2 separate regions of the Mus musculus genome follow, and region 1 is linked to region 2. The links are chromatin contacts, called in public promoter capture Hi-C maps. All regions are on one chromosome and are shown on one strand. Each heading gives the region's core, a stretch centred on a gene start, on an enhancer-like site or on the middle of the called end of the contact. The rest is flanking DNA. Distances are from core to core; before and after follow the strand shown.

Region 1 (4,092 bases), core at 1,232-3,731, 510 kb before region 2:
TTTCTGAGTGTTCTGACTCTGAACAGCTGACAAATAAGTAAGAAACACTGTAATACTGGGGGCAATTTTCATCTTTTCAGGGCTACACTTATTTTACAATCTTCCAGTCACATCTGTTTGTTATATATTGTGCCTATAAGAAAATGGATCCAGATTTAAAATGTTTAGAATTTAGACTAGACTACCTCATTATAACCAAAGCATATGAAAGAGTCAGTGAAAATGATCACAGTGTACATAACAGATTTTAAGTTATGGAACTTGAGACCGGCACTGTCTGTCAGAGAGCTTTCTTAGTTTGAGCCTCAGCTTCCTCATCTATAAAACAGATGATAAGCCCATCTCTTTGCTAAGTGTATGTACACTTAGCTGATCATCAGAAAGTCTTGTGATTCAAAGACCATGTTCAGTAATTCTATCTTTAAGTCATCACATTATCTTTTAGGACCCCCAGAAGAACAATTCCAAATAGTCATTGCCAAGAAAAAGATCACTGGCTGATTTTGTTTTTCCTAAATATGTTATATGCTCCTTAACAGGGGAAAAATGAGAAGAGTATTAGGTTCAAGAATAATCATATTGATAGCTTATTTACCTAAGGCTTATAGTATATCAAAGGTATGCAGAGTACTTTTCAGTCTCCTTGGGTCGATTGTTTTATTATGAAGACTATTAATGTAGGCACCAACTTAAAATTGGGAATTTCCCTCCAAAGCCTTGCTTTAGGTGTATTCTATGAAGAATTTGAATCTGTTTATTTTCATTTCACTCTACTCAAAGTATTTTGACTTCCCTGTGACTTCTTTAACCTGTTGGTTATTTAGGAATATTATTTTCCACTACTTACAAATTTGTCAAATATTTCATTGTTCTTAGTTTCAAATCTCATTTCTTGTTGTCTTAGAACATACATTGTTTGATTTTTAACCCTTCTAAGTATATTTAGGTTTGTTTGTGGACTAATATTTGGGATTGTTTCCTATGTATTGAAGAGATTGAATTTCACACGTGAATGAAGTATTCCATAGAGAACCTATGCCTTTGATTGCTCACTACATGGCATGGATAGGAAGAGAAGGGGCAAATTGTATAACACTAAAGTCAAGATTTGTGTAAAGCCCCTCCCTGTGGTCATTCCTCTTTCTTCCATATTAGGAAGTAACCCAGGGGAGTGTGCAAACTTCCCCTGTATCACATAGCTAGTGAGGTTTGAACTACAGTGCAGACTTGTCTCTGGGGTTTCAAAGTATACAGAACTTACCGATGAGAAAGCATACATAGTATTTGCTTTTGCTATTGTTACTGTAGTTGTTATAAATACATTGTGCAGCTTTAATTCACAAGCACTTTTGCAATGTGAATTTACACTTTAAGAGGCCTGCTTTTCTAAATTATTGGTATACTTTTAGTGTGGCTGTTGAAAGAAGATAAAATCTTAATGATGGCAATTAGTATTTTATCATTAATTTGCTCCTAACATCAGAGGGAGTAAAGCCAATCAGAATTTGAACCACATAGAAGACATGGGTCTAAGTTTATACACAAACTCAATGGTCCTAGCAAAGAAAGCCTAGTGAAGCATTTTGACAGATATGCAGTTGATGGTTAAGAAGGTATTCTGCAGACCAGTGAAGCATGAGAGTGCAATCTCAGCCATAATATTCTAGCACTTCTTGGTACGTTTGCCCTCAGGTGTAGAGTTGGACCCAGGCTTTACTGCATGGTGTAGCAGAACTGACTTCCTCTCAGCAAATGGAGCATAGGCTCCATAAAAGAAGAGGAGAATGGAAGGGTGTTCCTAGGCCTCCAGAATGTGTTTGTTGATCTGCTTTTGTGTGTTCGTTACATTACGTTGAATACTCATTACCAAATTACCAGTTTCATGCCCTTTTGAACTAATTTATTATTATAAATATGCCACATATTCATTCTCAATGCTGAGTAAAATACCAACCCCAAAGCAGCCACAGAGTATGAAAATTCATGAAGTTATGGAAACTGCAGAAGACTGCCCTCCTCACCCAAAACATTCTTTCTATCCCCTTTAACCTATGTATTAGAAAAACCATCTGAAAACTCCTTCTGTTACATGTGCAGTGAAGGACCATTCCTCTGAATCCCAGAGAATCTAAATTTGTTTAATAATGACTTTGAGAGAAAAGCTTGACCAACCCATTTCTTGGTTGTCTCCTAAATTTTTAGTATGCCCAATTATCAATATATTGAATTTTGATCAAATGTAAAGTAGCTAAATAATTCTGGTAGTGCTTTGTACAGTTTTTTACCTAGAAGAATATTAATAAAACTATGCATTACTTCTGTAACATTTCTTTGAACCAGGGGTCCTCAAAGTCACCAGACTGTCTGCGCCGGTTCTCCAGGGTGCGCGTTAGAGAGAGAGTCTCAGTCCTCACTCTGAAGCTGTAGGAGGAGCTGAGTCAGCATTAGGAGCTGTAGGAGGAGCTGAGTCAGCATTAGGAGCTGTAGGAGGAGCTGGAGTCAGCATTATGAGTTTTAGCAAAGCACCAGGTGGCTCTGGTATTTGCTATAACATTTAGAAATGCCATTTAAAGAATAATCAACCAAAAATACACCTTTGTCTATTTTTTTCCTATGCTGTCTTTAGTGATATATATTCAGTATAGCTTTTGTTTTAGCGTTGACAGTGTAATGTGTATAAAAGTGTTAGTTTTATTCTACCTGGTCTATTCTTTGTGACTCTAGTTATTGTATACGCTTTTCTATCTAATGTGTTACTTATTAGCCATTTCTTACCAATTTATCTTTCTGTACTCCATTGTTTCTAATTATCCACACTATATCTGTAAAGTATCATCTCTCTAGATCATGTGATATATGTTTTGTATGCATACTTGGAGTATGCACATATGTGCACCTGTACACATGCAGATCAAGAACATCACACATGTATCCCTTAATCACTGTCCACATCATTATTGTTACTATTATTTTACTATTGTTATTTTTGAGACAAGTTCTCACATTGAACCTGAAGTTCACTGTTTTAGCTAAGACTTGCTGGCCAGTGAACTCCCAGGATCTGTGTATATCTGCCTCCCAGTGGTGGGTCTACATGGTCATGGCTGCTCTTAAATGGGTGCTAGGGATTTGAACTCAGGGACTTCTGCTTTTACTCCAAGTGCTCTTACCCACTGAGCTATCTCCCCAGCCTCATCATTTTAGATTTTGATATGGCTGTCAATGTCATAAGTTTATATGATATGCTTAGCACAGTTCTTAGGAGAAATTTTGGACTAGAGGAATAAAAAAGCAGACATGGAATTCTAATTATATTACTTCGTTGATTATAATTTTATTGAACTTTTTCTATAAAAGTTTGTTTATTCATAAAATTAAGACAAATATTGAATCTTGCCACATGTCCTACTGGTCTATTAAAGATATGTAAGGGCCCATGAAGACCAATATGCAGTGTATTTTATAAACTGGTAGTTTTATTCATGAGGCATGAATCAAGCCTAAATTAAGAGCTCATATAAATAAATATAAATAAAGCATCTTTCCCATTTAGACTGATGGAATTCACTTTGGATTTCACATTAGTTAAATTAAAATATGTTTTATTAGGTGCAAGTAGTTTCCAAAGTGCTTTTCCTGGCCCTTCTTGTCCTCATTCTCTGGGGGGGGCAGGGGGGGGAGGGCTGTTCTAGCAGGTCAGACAAGGTTTGGATGCTGCCTGTCTGCCAGGTAGTAGAGGAGTGGGAAGACCAGGGCCAGGTTGTCTATCATGGAAAAGAAGACCCAGAGCCTGCAGCAACCTTGGCATGAGTCAGCCCTTCTGTAAGGCCACTGAGGTTACAGCTTGTCTCAGCTAAGCCCCTTCAGCTTTTTGGAAACAATCTGAAAATTCATTTAGAGCAAAGATTTAAGTGTAAGTTAGTGTTTTTATAAAAGTCAGACAGTTCAAAATGATGGGCTCTACAGGTGCCCTAGAGCCTGCTGTGTCCACAAACTGCCACATTATTTACAGTGTGTCTGTATAGCATTAGAAAAGAAGAAAAGCAGGTTTAATTTGTTTCCTCCTCTTCCTCTTCCTTCTCTTCTCCCTCT
Region 2 (4,073 bases), core at 1,405-3,904:
TTAGTTCCAACCTTCTTAGAATCTATTGAATTCACTCTTGCAATGACAGCATTCAGGCCTTCATCAGGCCTTACCAGGATGACTACGAGATTCTCTTAAAGCATCCTGTTTCTGTACTCTTGTCTTAAAACACAACAAAATGGTTGTTTTCATGTAGCCAATCATTTCACAGTGAATTTCAACCTTTTAATGATCTCCCATTGAACCCACTCCACAAAATCCATGTTCTTATTCCAAGCTAATTCTCTACAGTCTCAGTTCACAAGATTTCCTTTTCCTAGTATATATTTTTCCATAAAATCTTACCAAGATTTCTCTAACCTCTTTAAACTATACATTCGGACTTTTCCATTTTTGTCTTGTCCTAATTTCACAGGCTCTTAATTATCCATTTACTTCTTGTAGAAAGGTAACCTTGACTCCTTCATAATGCCTTACACATTTCTCCTAAGTATAGTTTTTTGCATTCTACCATAATACCCTTAATGGTGCATTATATACAATATTATGAATGACCTCTATAAGCAAAAAAAATCTCCCTGAGAACCAAAACTACCATTATTTTTTTTCTCTTTCTATAGCTTATCAAGTATAAAAATTTTTAAAAGAATGCTTTTAGGTATAAAATCTATACAAATAATTTATAAAAAAAATAGTTATGCGGAAACTAACACGGTTTCTTTCCTAAGTCAATTATGTAAAATTATATTAATATATCACTTTTATCTGTTGAAACTTACATCTTCCATGTCTTTCCACATTTCTTCACATTCTTTAATAAGTTCTTCCTCTGTATCTATAACAGCTTCCACATCTGTAATAGTATCTGGATGTACTTCTTGTTTATTCTCTGACATATCCTTTATAGTTTTCTTCACCTTACTGCAACTACTAACGTTAAAAAAAAAAAAAAAAGACACATGCATTAAACAACTATCTGCTGAATGTAGGAGTGACTAAAAAAACAAAAAGTCCTTTTTATCAAAAGAGAAACATGAACACGCACCTGTTGGAGGGAATATTTTCATATAGCCATTATTAAAAAAAAAAAAAGAGTATGGATGTTAGCAAAAATTAGAAACAGAACTACCACAGGATCCAGTAATTCCACTATTAGATATATATCCAAAGGAAACTAGCATGTTAAAAAGATGTTTACAATCTTGTTTACTATAGCACCATTCACAATAGCCCAGATATGTAATCAACTAAGTGTCCACCTAATGAAGAATGGATTTAAATTTTAAAAAGTTCCATTGTAACAGGAGAGTCAGTAGAAAAACAAGAGTGCAAAATTCAGGTAGGTGAGGAGATGTATTGGTAAGAGCTTGTGGAAGGTGTGTTTGAATTACTTCTTCCAACTAAGTGAAATGGAACCTAAGGTGATCCACTGTGAGGAAGTATCAAGGAATTTGAATTTTAAGAGCAGATACAGCCAGGTGGTGTGACCCCTGCCTTTAATCCCAGCACTTGGGAAGCAGAAGCAGAGGCATTCGAATCTCTGTCCTTTCAAGGACAGTCAGGACATAAAAGAAAAATCCTATCTCAGAAGGGGTCAGGGTTCAGAGAAATAGCTTATCACATAAAGGCTATAAGGTTTACAAACAAAATTTTAAGAGGAGAGGGGGAAAGGTTACAGAATGTTGGTTTTTTTTGTTTTTTGTTTTTGTCTTTAAGAAAACTCAAAGAATATAAAGCAACTTTGGATAGTAGCCCACTTTAAATTACTAACTAGTGGCCCAATTAAAACAACAAAAGATAGCATATTAATGAATATAGTCATCCAGGGCAAGGTTACTAGATGGCTGTTGTAAAGATGATAGTGTATCATGAGGTACAGTTAGGTAATTTTAAGGATGTAGAGAGGACCTGTAGTTTACAACATCAGATGTAAATCAGAATAAACACCGCCCCAATGTATTTTTTTACTCATAAGGAATTTTTAAGTCTTAAATTGCTTAACCTGTAAATTACCAACGGAGAAGTGGTACAGGATGCAGCTTTGTTGTTGGAATAGACAGAACACGGTAGCATGCTCCTAGGTTAAAGGTGTCAATAACGCGAAGATGTCAACTCCCCCCAAATTGTCCTCTTTTATCTTAATTAACATCTTAAAGGCGACAAAAACTCTGTCGCACTTGATGAGGAAATTCTAGACCTATACAGAAATATAAAGATCCAGAAATAGCAAAGGCTCATAGACTATATGCTAATCGTCAAACATAGAGCAGGCAGGTGGAGACGCGGGAACGTAACACGCAGGCCCTTCGTGAATTTCTCGCGTCACATACATACACATTCCAAGTCAAAAAGAATATTCTAAATGGGAGGCCACCTTATAAATTACAGTAATTTCAATATATAGTTTAGCTGATAGAAATCTACTTCATTCTTTTTAACAAAAAGTTCCTTCCAACCCCGCCCCTCGGCTTTTTCGGGAAAAAACAGGTAGGTTCTAGAACAGCATTGGCCCGAGAGGCCGAGAAGCGCGAGACCTCCAGTTCGTAAGGCGTAAGCGTCCGATCTAGGGGGTACCTGGGTCCCCCAAACCCGCGAGCTGCCATCCTCCTTGACAGAAAACTGGGGCCTTTGCCAGTCAGAGCCGGTTTCAACTCACTTCAGTCCTCCGGCCTCCTCAGCGCTCTCGTCAACACAGCCAAGCCGCGCTGTTTACGCGCGCTGCTCGCTGATTGGACCAGCTGCGCCCACCGCAGCCAATCAAAAAGCGCTTCCGGCAGCTGACGGACAAAAGCTGCGCCGCGGCTCGGGGAAACCTAGTTCACTCGGTCGTCGCGTCTCTTCTAACGCCTCGGACGACATGGCGACCGAGAGTGGGAGCGATTCGCAGCTGAGGAGGAGAAGGCGCCGAGACCCAGAGGGATCAGAAAAAACGGAACTGAGCGAGCGAGAACCGGCCCTGGCAGTGGCGGGGAGCGAAGAAAATGATGATGAGAATGAAGAGCGCTGGGTCGGGCCTTTACCGGTGGAGGCAACCCTTGCCAAGAAGAGGAAAGGTAGCAGCGGAGAGCCCGCGAGCAAGCTGGACGGCTACTCCGGCCGAGTGGGAGGGTTGATCTCAAGCACGCCCACGGGCGGGAGTGAGATTGTGGGTTTGTGCACTTAGAACGGACGATCTTCACTGCATTTCCTCCCTAAAGAGTGAATTGGTGTTAGTATGGCGTGTTAAAAAAAAAAAAAAAAAAAGGAACACCGTTGATTCCTGACTGTCAGAGATGATACAAACTAGTGCTTGTCTGTATTTCTGTGTTTGGATGCTTTTTTTGACCTCATAGCTGCTGTGTGAAGTTGGAATTCCTAATATTGATTGAGCAGGTGTGGGAAGGAGCTCTCAGAATCATAAACACTTAAGCTTTCAACCCTGACTCGTCTAGTAATGAATTTTCAAACTCAGGGGAAGTTGCTTAAGCTAGCTGGATATGAAGCCATACTCGAGACAATATAGTAAAGTTTTGCCACTAACGTGAATAATAACAAGATTTTATAATATTAAAGTTTGGTAAAGAGATAATATTTACTGTTTTAAAGACTGTTCTAGGAACTTTTTCATAAATGTCTTAGGGTTGTGTGTGTGTGTGTGTTCGTTCGCTCACGCGTTAATCTCAATTCTGACTGTGGAACTATTTAAAAATCTTTTATTTTCAGAACAAAGCCCAAACACCTTAACATGGATTATGAGGCAGTTTGTCTCTCTTTATTTCCCCAAGCAGGACTCCCAATTCTGTCCATTCTCAAAACCCTACCTTGTCCTTGAGCAAGGGCTCCTCTACGTTCCTGTCCAGATACTGTGAAGTGTCTCTATCTGGAGTCATTTCTCTCCTTTAACCATGCTAGCTTTTTAACAGGTCTAGGTTTTAGGTCAGTGCTTTTTGAACATTGGATAGTGACACCCTTTAGTTAGCTCCTTACTTTTTCTGCCCAATCCTGCTTTTGCCTTCGAGGCACTTACTACTTTTTGTAGTTGTGTGTTTACTCATGTGACTTCCTGAACACTACTAGCCTAATCATGTAAGAACAAGGATCTTGTACTTTCGGCTCCAACACTTCAATACAGT

The links. Promoter capture Hi-C pulls out the DNA fragments that hold promoters and counts their contacts.
Region 1: a contact with region 2 is called in a promoter capture Hi-C map of second pharyngeal arch cranial neural crest. The contact joins the enhancer-like site here to the promoter of Cenpk in region 2. A contact is called at or near these places in 11 of 39 promoter capture datasets (the 3T3-L1 cell line, the C10 cell line, cranial neural crest and 7 more), 5 of 115 datasets of contacts at active chromatin or transcription factors (the SCID.adh cell line, bone marrow-derived macrophages, embryonic basal ganglia and 2 more) and 5 of 9 other capture datasets (adipose tissue, embryonic stem cells, liver and 2 more).

What each region holds. Positions count from the first base shown.
Region 1 is chr13:104,741,415-104,745,506 of GRCm38.p6, reverse strand. The region is part of intron 10 of Cwc27 (CWC27 spliceosome-associated protein); the gene reads left to right. Among named protein-coding and RNA genes, the nearest start is that of Cwc27, 73 kb to the left of the region's middle. Within about 2 kb of position 2,481, at least 25 of the 459 cell types and tissues checked have an H3K27ac peak or open chromatin away from gene starts, as enhancers often do. A contact at or near this core is called in second pharyngeal arch cranial neural crest, where this site is marked.
Region 2 is chr13:104,227,547-104,231,619 of GRCm38.p6, reverse strand. It overlaps Cenpk (centromere protein K), which reads right to left and starts at 2,654. Exons shown (of 10, transcript NM_001377093.1): 1 at 2,618-2,654; 2 at 741-891. The coding sequence starts at 857. Ppwd1 (peptidylprolyl isomerase domain and WD repeat containing 1) reads left to right here and starts at 2,776. Exons shown (of 11, transcript NM_172807.4): 1 at 2,776-3,014. The coding sequence starts at 2,819.